Linked DNA regions of Danio rerio: region 2 is linked to region 1. A link is a contact called in public Hi-C data. All regions are on one chromosome and are shown on one strand. The core of a region is the stretch at or near the end of the contact, and the rest is flanking DNA. Distances in the headings are between cores, read along the strand shown. Region 1 holds the start of nrf1 (nuclear respiratory factor 1). Region 2 holds the start of chchd3a (coiled-coil-helix-coiled-coil-helix domain containing 3a).

Region 1 (4,839 bases), core at 2,244-4,743:
GCAGGGCAGCACAGTGAAGATAGATCACAGATTGTGAAACCTCTAAAGACTGTCTCTTTATCACCTGGGAATTTGCTCTGCGTATTGCCGCATGGGCCTGCAGTCACTTTGCCATAATGGTTAAGATTTAGGCTGGCATAAACAACCTTTAAGGTAAAGTTTTAGGCAATAAACTAAAGTGCACTTCAGGTCTTCATGCCAACAGCAAAAGATGCCAGGCTAATGGAGGGGAATTATCCATTACACAATTTCCCTAGTGATTAAAAATTATTTTTGATACAGAGCTTGTATTAATGGATTAAACGCAGACAATAGTACTGTTGTACAGTCGCAAAAGCTGTTTTGTTTTTTTGGGATGATTTAACATTTGGTTAGACAAACTAACGCATGCAGTGTTGTCATTACAATCGTGAGCTGCATCAGTAGTTCATGTTACTTAGCAGTTTTAAAACGATCATTTTCTGCCATCTAGCGATATTTGTAGGTCAAACAGACGTGGTGAAACATTTCTAATACCATATTGCCCTCTTTTGGACGCTTTTAACATTTAATAAACAGACGTGAACTTTCTTAAAATCGTCCTGCTTCTGCACCAAACGATTACTGTACGATAATACATTCAAAGTGGCTTTATTACCCTATTGTTTTGTACTTAACATGTGATATATGCAAAGGCACAAACATTTGAACGAAAATAGTCAAAAATACTCACCAAACTCAAGTTTTTTTTATAGATAACTCAAAGCATGCGAATCCAATTGCGTCTTTGCCCTTTCCATCACGCGTGTCCTACAGCGCAAAAGATTAATTAAGACATAATGGGAAACAGGTGTTAGCGGTTTGATTATTGGAAGACTTTTCTTTTGTATTATTTTTATTCAGAATTTGAAATATGTCTCGTATATTAAGTCATGGGAATAGTTTAAGACAGTGCAGTTAAGTTGGTGTACATTTTTTGCCATTTAATATCTATTAATTAATCAGACATTACAACTTTTTTTGTCATAACATGGCTATTAGCAATACAAAATGAATACATTTTTCCAAATAATATAATATAATATAATATAATATAATATAATATAATATAATATAATATAATATAATATAATATAATATAATATAATATAATATAATATTGACAATTGAAAAACTGTTATACATTTACATGTGAATTTTTTAATTGCTGTCTTGTAAATCCAGGCACTTGAATAGACCACTCAAATGAAGCATTCTGGCAACACACACATACATATATATATATATATATATATATATATATATATATATATATATATATATATATATATATATATATATATATATATATATATATATATATATATGTCAGTATAATTTGCAGTATGTCAGTATAATTTGCAATGAATTAAAATAATAATAATCATAAGCATAATAATAATAATAATAATAAGAAGAAGAAGAAGAAGAAGAAGAAGAAGAAGAAGAAGAAGAATACATTAGTTGATTTTTTTATTTGATTAATTTGGTAATTTAACTAATTAATATAAAATTTGTTTATTTGTTTTACATGTATATATTTGTTTTTGTTATTTTCTACCAGGGTAGTCCTGAAGTACACAAACTGAAGTATCACAATACAGGTAGTATTGCGATACTGTATTAATTCATAATTAAAATATATGAAATGAAGCAAATTGTGAGAAATACTATATTTTCTATGATAAAATATGCACATTTAATTAATAATTCCCTCATTATTGAAAAAAAAGTATTATTTGCACAGACATTCTTGTTTTTGTATACTTTGATTCTTTTGTTGTTATTGCAATAATAATAATAATAATAATAATATAATAAATAAAATCATTGATTCATTCATTTATTCCTCAAGCAACATTAACTATTGTAGAACTGTTAATAACGATACTACTATTTGAAAACTACAATAGCACCACCCATATTTTGAAGCCAAGGTATTCCGGTACTACTATAGTACTGTGCAACCCTGTTCCCTACATTATATTGTAAACAGCATGAAGTATTATATTATATTATATTATATTATATTATATTATATTATATTATATTATATTATATTATGTTATGTTATGTTATGTTATGTTATATTATATTATATTATGTTATGTTATGTTATGTTATATTATATTATATTATACTATATTATATTATATTATATTATATTATATTATATTATTTTATCATGTTTCCTTTTAACAGAAAATAAATATGACAAAGCAATATATATATATATATATATATATATATATATATATATATATATATATATATATATATATATATATATATATATATATATATATATATATGCGCACATAATTTTGCCATAAAAACAATAAATTAAATAAAAATATTAAAAATTAAATAAAAACATTAAACATTATTTGTGAGAAATTATTTTGTAATTAAACACAAACCTGTTTTCAAACTTTGGCTCAGGAACCCCAGTGAGCCACAAGAGATTACTATAGTGGTCTGTGAAAAAAAATATGAAAAAAGCATTGAAATAAATAAAATATACTAATCAAACAAATTCATAAAAGTAATATTCAGTTAAAATAATAACACTGTGGCACTGTGGCTCAGTGACTCGCCTCACAGCAAGAAGGTCACTGGTTTGAGTCCTGGCTGGGTCAGTAGGCATTTCTATGTGGATGGCATTTCTTCCCATGTTTGCATGGATTTCCTCTGTGTTGCTCCGTTTCACCCACAGTTCAAAGGCATGCAGTAGGTGAATTTAATTATAAATTGGCCATAGTGTATCTGCTTGAATGAGTGTGTATGGATGTTTCCGTGTACTGGGTTGCAGCTGGAAGGGCATCTGCTGTGTAAAACATATGCTGGATAAGTTGGTGGTTCATGTGGTGACCCCAGATCAATATAGGAAAATGAATGAATAAATAAAAATTACAAACACAAAGATTAAGTAAAATTTTGAAAAACCTAAACTTGTAAAAGAATAAACGAATGAACATATGAATAAAACAAATGAAATGCTGTAAATGCAGTATGGGCAATTATAATGCAAAGGAAAGATATAATAATGTAACTTTATCTAATTTAAATATTTTCCAATGGACATTTTAGACTAATTGATAATATAGTTCTTTAATAAGTGATAAATTAGGCCTTTATTCAAACATCTATAACCTTTAAAGCTTTTTTAAATTATACATTTTAGCTTAGAGGTGTTTTGTATAGTCTGTTGCGACTCAAAAACTTTATATATGAAATCTTTCTATATCTAATTACATATAATTATCATATTGTTATTAATATTATTGTTAAAAACAAAAAAAAATCGGTGCCATGGAAATGTCGCATTCCCACACCCATTCCCTCACTCTCTGTGAGTGTAGTGTGCACTTGCTGCTGCTGCATCACGTAGTAGTGTGTAGCACGAGAGGGAGGGGCGGGGTTTGTTCTGTGCACTTCGCTCGTGACCGCGCATCAGTCGCTGAGCCCAGGACGCGCGCACTCTGCTGCTCGTTCTTTGTCCTCCATTGCAGCTGGTGTTCACAGCTCCGCCGCACCGCGCAGGCCCGAAGTAGCGCAGCCGCTCTGAGGTTAGTGCCCTACCGCGCAATCTCCAGCCATTTCAGCCCTGGCGCAGCCGCACCAAACAACCCGGCAGCGTTTGCCTTTCACACACTCAGATGCAGATCGCGACGATGCGAAACAGAACTGCAGATGATTTCGAGCACTTTTGCCCGGATGGCAATTATTATTTACCCCGCTCAATTTGGGGCAAAAAAAGAATCATGGCGCAGGCGCGGGCCTTTGGCCTAACGTACTGAATTTAGATGTGCAATCGAATCGCTTATGTTTTTTGTCCAGATGCTAAATGGGATTTCAGTGCTTGATAGCTTGTGTCTATATGCTCGATCGCGGAATCGGATTTTGAATGCATGTATTATATCGCATTAGCTTAGCAATGTTATCGATCAGTCGAGTGTTTATATCGCTTTATTCTCAGTCAACAACGGTGCTCGCTTACATTTTATCTAAAAGAGCATTTTAGATGTTTAGCGCTTATCTCAATGATTGTGATCATTAAGAAGTTGAATGGGCGACAGTGTTTAATATTTTACCAACACACTGTCCCATTTCTTTACAGTAATATTTATTCACCATTTGAAAATAACCGCCATTTATGTGTTTGTTATTAATGCTCTAATACACCGGTCTGTATCGCTTCAGATATATTCAAACCTACCTTTTATTATGGCCGTTTATGTTTGTTGAAATGTTCTTTGGTATAATATATTAATGTTTTTTTTAATGATATGGTCATTAAAAGTACCTATTCCAGTGTTTGAGGTCGCTGAATTGAGCAGAATGAATTAGCTGCGTTAGCTTCTGGTTTACGTTATTTATCTTACGTTACGTGTGCACGTTATATACTAACGTTACATTCATAGCACATACGTTTTATTTAATTATTTTACATATGCTTTCGGTCTTAATTTAAACGATTAAAAAAACTATAAATAATATTGATTAGAAAGTTGTAATATGTTTGAACTACACTCCTTGCTGTCAGAGACTTCAATATTTTATTATTCAATAAAAACTTTAAAAAAGGTTTTTATTCTGTGTCGTTCAGTTTGTGTGTCATCTAAAAAACAAAATAACTTCTGGGTGTAAATAATCCTGATGTATTTTTTTTTAATGATTGCACATTGCAAAACTGTACTGATCGTGTATATATGCAGTTAACAACATTAAAAAAAATTGCTAATTATTTTAGGTGAATGCTAGGATGTCAGTATGTCTTACTCCATCTATATTTGCCAAACATTACTGTTTGTATATAAA
Region 2 (5,316 bases), core at 750-3,249, 500 kb before region 1:
CATGTAATGATCTTTTGTAATGTAGATTTTAATATTTTCTGCTGTATTAAATCTGTTTCAATAATTAATGGTCACATTTATTGTCAGGTTTTACTTTTTTCAGTCAAAATTTTGCTAATAAAAACAACATAATACATTTATATTTTATACTTAAGACAATACTAAAATATATTTACATATTTTGACTAGGGTACCTTGATATAGCTTAGCTTTGTGAAGCATATTAACCACTTCGATCATCTTAAATGATCTTATACAAAACAGTGTGAAAAAAAAATCTTAATAAATCATCAGACATACAGTAACTGAGAGAGAAAGATGGAGCTGAAGGTGAAAGTTGTTAACTGCTTTCTGTTTCAAGGATATATTGCTCTGGACCTGCAATCCTCTATCTCCTGACGATCTCTGCTGTAACAAACCGAGGAGGGAAGGCCATTGATTGTGAGGGAAAGGGTCGATCTGGCAGTCTCCTCTTTGACTGATGTGTCCGTGGACAGCAGAGATAACATAGTGGCCAATTTTGTGCCCCTTCAAAAAAGGAAACAATCATGGAGACTCTGAGGTTATTTTTCTTTTAGCTCCTCTGAGCCTAGTCAGGTCCAGAAGTTCTTATCGGCTTCCTCTGAGGCCCATCATTTCTGACCAATCTACTGTCCTTTGCTGATGACACGAGACTGAGGTTATTTCTCATCACCTCGTGCAGGATAAAAGGTTGTCGTGATGACATCTGAGGGCATGTAGACAAAGACAGCCACCCACTAAAGGACAGAAGACCCATGTCTCTAAATGCCCACGGCTCCCATTTGACACATAGAACTCAGGTGCATATTTCTTCAAGTTACTGTTAGACAGGATGCATTAACAGTTAAAATAGATATTAAGTTTGTTGCAAAAATGGATTTTTAAAATGTTTTGAACAACCTCAAATCATTTGAAAAAAAAGCATTATATTATATTATATTATATTATATTATATTATATTATATTATATTATATTATATTATATTATATTATATTATATTATATTATATTATATTATATTATATTATATTATATTATATTACATCACATCACATCACATCACATCACATCATATCATATCATATCATATCATATCATATCATATCATATCATATTATATCATATCATATCATATTTGCTTTTATATACACTTTAAGTTTAGCATTTTCTTATTCCCATAACATTCGTGTAATTTAATAAATTGTTTACCTGCCCGCACTACTAATTATTTATATATTTATTTATTTATTCTGGAATTTTTGGATTTTTATATACATTAATTCATTTATTTGCATTTTTATTTATTTATTATTATATTTATGCAGGAATATATGGATTTATTTACTCATTTATTTATATATTTGCCTATTTCTTTATTTATTATATATTTGTGCAGGAATTTATGGTTTTATTTACTCATTATGTATTTATTATTTTGTTTATGTAGGGATTTACTCATTTATTTATATATTTGAATATTTATTTATTAATTTATTCATTTTTATACAGGAATTTACTCATTTATTTATATATTTGCATATGTATTTATTTATTGTTTTATTTATGCAGGAATTTAGGAATTTAACTACTGATTTATTTATATATTTACATATTTATTATTTTACTTATGCAGAAATTTAGGGGTTTATTAACTCATTTATTTATATATTTGAATATTTATTATTTTATTTATGCAGTAATTTATGAATTTATTTATATATTTGCATGTTTTTTTTTGTTTATTGTTTTATTTATGCAGGAATTTATTAATTTATTTTCTAATTTATTTCTTTATTTTTTTGCATATTTATTTATTTATTTATAGTTTTGCAGGTTTCGTACTCCATAATTGCATTCCCTTTGCGTAAATAAATAAATCCTAAACCTATTTGAAATCCAAAAGGTTTATCTAAAATGTTGTCGAATGGAAAAACCAAGCACATGCCCAGAACCAATGAGAATCGTCTTTCTTTCCCTGTGCGAGGTGGGAGGGGCTAAAGGCGGAAGCTCTGTTTGTTTCTGGCCCTGGCGTTCGCGCGTAACATAACCAGAGAGCTGTCAACTTTCTGGAGTTCATACTGAACACATTTACATGAAGTAGCTGGCCAAACACCAGCGGGCTTGCTTGTGCGGGAATGGGAGCTAACAACAGCACGCGCCGTGTGTCTTTTGAGTCGGATGAGAATGACAACATAACGATAGTGAAGGGCATCAGGGTGAGTGACACACACGTCTGTTCTCCTCCACCTGTCAAACGCACATCAAACTGACGCACGCCTTTAATTCACCTACTGTGATCGCAATGAAGGCCTCTAATAGTCTTAACTTATCTAACTGGATAAACATTCTGACCCTGATTGAACACTTCTTACTTCAGCTAACCAAGTAAAGCTGCCATACAGTTTATTTTGTAAGCAATTCTTGACCTGAGAGAAAATATTTTGTAGAAACCTGTTGCAGTTCAAGCATCACAATGTCAACAATAACAGCACTGTGACCCCAAACCCTACCTCACCCCATAACTATCATATACTGTCTAGGTCACCCTTCATACAACTATTTATGTCATATTAGTGCTATTATTAGATTTTATTAAACGACTTTTTGGGGAATACCAGCATCTTTAACCTTTATTAGGCAACGTGAGATGTAAGCAAGGACATTTTGTTTCATAAACAACTCAGAATTGCATTTTAAACCAAGCCTAAAGAAAGTGCAATTATACATACACTTTGAAATGATTGATAATTAGCTTATACATAATTAATTATAATTATGTATAATTATAATGATAGCTTATACTAGGGATGCTCCAGTCAAGATTTTTGCAGCCGATACCAAGCACCGATTTCTTGTCATGGTGATCGACTGATATAGAGTGCCGATTCTGATGCGTCAAGCTTTATAATGCATAATGCACATTTTACCTCTAAGTATGATACTTAAGTGGAGATCTCGCGTTACCTAAGAGAATAAATAAAAGATGCTGCCTTAAACATGTCCCTATAACTAGGACCAGATGGAATCTGTGCACATTTTTGCTATTTTTGCACAAAATTTGTTCAAAATCTGCGGATTTATGCGGAATGATTTTGGCTCGAACCAGCGGCCTTCTTGCTGTGAGGTGATCGTGCTACCCGCTGTGCCACCGTGACGCCCTCTATAATTTCTTTTCTCTAAATGCTTTAAACTGGCTTGAAATGAAACAATTATTTTTTATTAGTATTATTTAGTCTGTATTATTATAATTTATTTCTGAAATAAATATTGCGATAATGAGTATAAATTCAACTAATGAAATGAATAAATCTGGAAACAATTCATTAATTTCAATTTGATTGGGATGATTTTGTAGGGGAGTACATCTGCATACAATATATTATACCAAAAACAAGCATTGACAAATAAATTTAAGCAAAGATAAAAATAAACAAAACAGGAATGTTTGGAATTTTTAATTCTATAAAATGTGCAGTCAGGTTTTAGTGAACTTGCAATATTGTCAAAAGCACAGAACTTTCAGTTCTTACATATGTAATATAGCCTAAATACATCAAGGCCATTCGAGTTTTGCTCTCCAACTAGTACGTTTAGTAAACTCGTAAATAAACACCTGCGACCGGTTCATGAGATCGGCCAGATTGGCGAGTACCGATCGAGTCATAAAATGTGATTATTGGCCGATACCAATCTCCGCAAGATTGATCGGAGCATCCCTAGTCATAACTTTGTGACATTTTAGTTTATTTAATGCAGATGTTTTGGGTAGGACAGTGATGACATATACTGTTATAGGTAGTTTTTCTTTTTTTCTTCTTCTAGTTCTAATTCTTCTTTAATTCTAATTCTTTTAATTCTAATTCTTCTTATAATTATCATTATTTAGTTTTTTTAATAATAGTATAATAATAGTATAATAATAATACTTGTTGTTATTATACATGTAATTTATTTTATTTTTTATTGTTTGGATTAGTAGTTGTAGTAGTTGTTGTAGAATATTTGAATTAGTCACATTAAATTCATGTAAAAAAAGAAGACCTAATAATTTCCAAATATTCCTTTCATCTCTATTTATCCAGAGAAATTGAAACAAAATATGAAATGCAAACAATAATTGTGTAACTACGTAAATAATGTTTGCAAATTTAAAGTGGAAAAATAAAATGACTAAACTTGAAAATATATAGAAATGTTTGACTAAATTAATAGTGTTAAATATATCTCACTCTTCATTATTTATATATATATATATATATATATATATATATATATATATATATATATATATATATATATATATATATATACCATGAAACTAAACCTGATGTACTATCCCAAAACGCAAAATAAATAAGTTAATTAATTATCCTTTTTCATTTTCAGCTCTCCGAGAAGGTCATCGACCGCATGAGGGAACCCTCAGGCCCACCGAGCCCCCGGGTTCCCAGCAGGCCCCCTCCTGCTTCTCCCCCTGTGGTTGATCCTCTGCCAGCACTGGTGCCAATATCTCCTCCTCCACCTGACCCTGTCACTCTCCATCCACCCCCTTCCTTGCCAGAGCGGGTAAAACTCCCTGAGCAAGTGACCACTCCTGCACCTCCTCCTCCTCCTCCACCTCTTGAATCAGTGGGTGTTTTATCAACCCCTGCAGGTGAGTCCATTGCTCCACCTGCTGCAGCATCTGAGCTTCTTACAGCATCTCCACCTGTGGATATAATTGCTTCACCTCCTTCTTCCACACTCACTCCTTCTCCTCCCATTGCTGATTCTGTCACCGCTCCCCCTGCTTTTGAGCTTTTCACACCTGCCGCCCCTTTAGAGTCTATTCCTACCTGTCCCATCACTAAACCTGCTTCTGATCTACCTGTGGAACTAACCGCCCCTTCCCCTCCTCCTGAACCCCCTTCCTCTGCCCAAACTGCCCTGCAGCCTCCTTTGACTGTAGATCAACCTGTGGTTTCTCCAACAGCACCACCACCTCCAACCGGTGAGTTGGGTTATTCTGTAACATAAGTAGTACTTCTTGAAGTATTTTGCCCTTCAGTGCTTGTCATTCATGAGCGTTAATGATACTCTTTGAGTAAATTGCATCTTGTACACACTCTGAATGTGTTTGTACACTTAATACAAGTATGTAATATCACGCATCAAGTCATTGTAGGTAATTCTATGGAATTCAAACTTCTGCGTGGGTGGAACTGAGCGACAGCAATTTTCCTTGAGTAAAGTGCTTTGGACTGTTATAACCTGCAAATAGTACCGTAATATTCTATATTGTTGCACAGAACCATA

Evidence for each region. Hi-C and Micro-C count contacts between places; a contact is called where the count stands out from the background.
Region 2: a Hi-C map of hematopoietic stem cells shows a contact between it and region 1, with 5 times the contacts expected there. The contact joins the promoter of chchd3a here to the promoter of nrf1 in region 1. A contact is called at or near these places in 1 of 18 Hi-C or Micro-C datasets (hematopoietic stem cells) and 1 of 4 datasets of contacts at active chromatin or transcription factors (embryo).

The regions. Positions count from the first base shown.
Region 1 is chr4:15,685,362-15,690,200 of GRCz12tu, reverse strand. It overlaps nrf1 (nuclear respiratory factor 1), which reads left to right and starts at 3,493. Exons shown (of 11, transcript NM_131680.2): 1 at 3,493-3,587.
Region 2 is chr4:16,183,737-16,189,052 of GRCz12tu, reverse strand. It overlaps chchd3a (coiled-coil-helix-coiled-coil-helix domain containing 3a), which reads left to right and starts at 1,999. Exons shown (of 9, transcript NM_214804.2): 1 at 1,999-2,237; 2 at 4,408-4,675. The coding sequence starts at 2,157.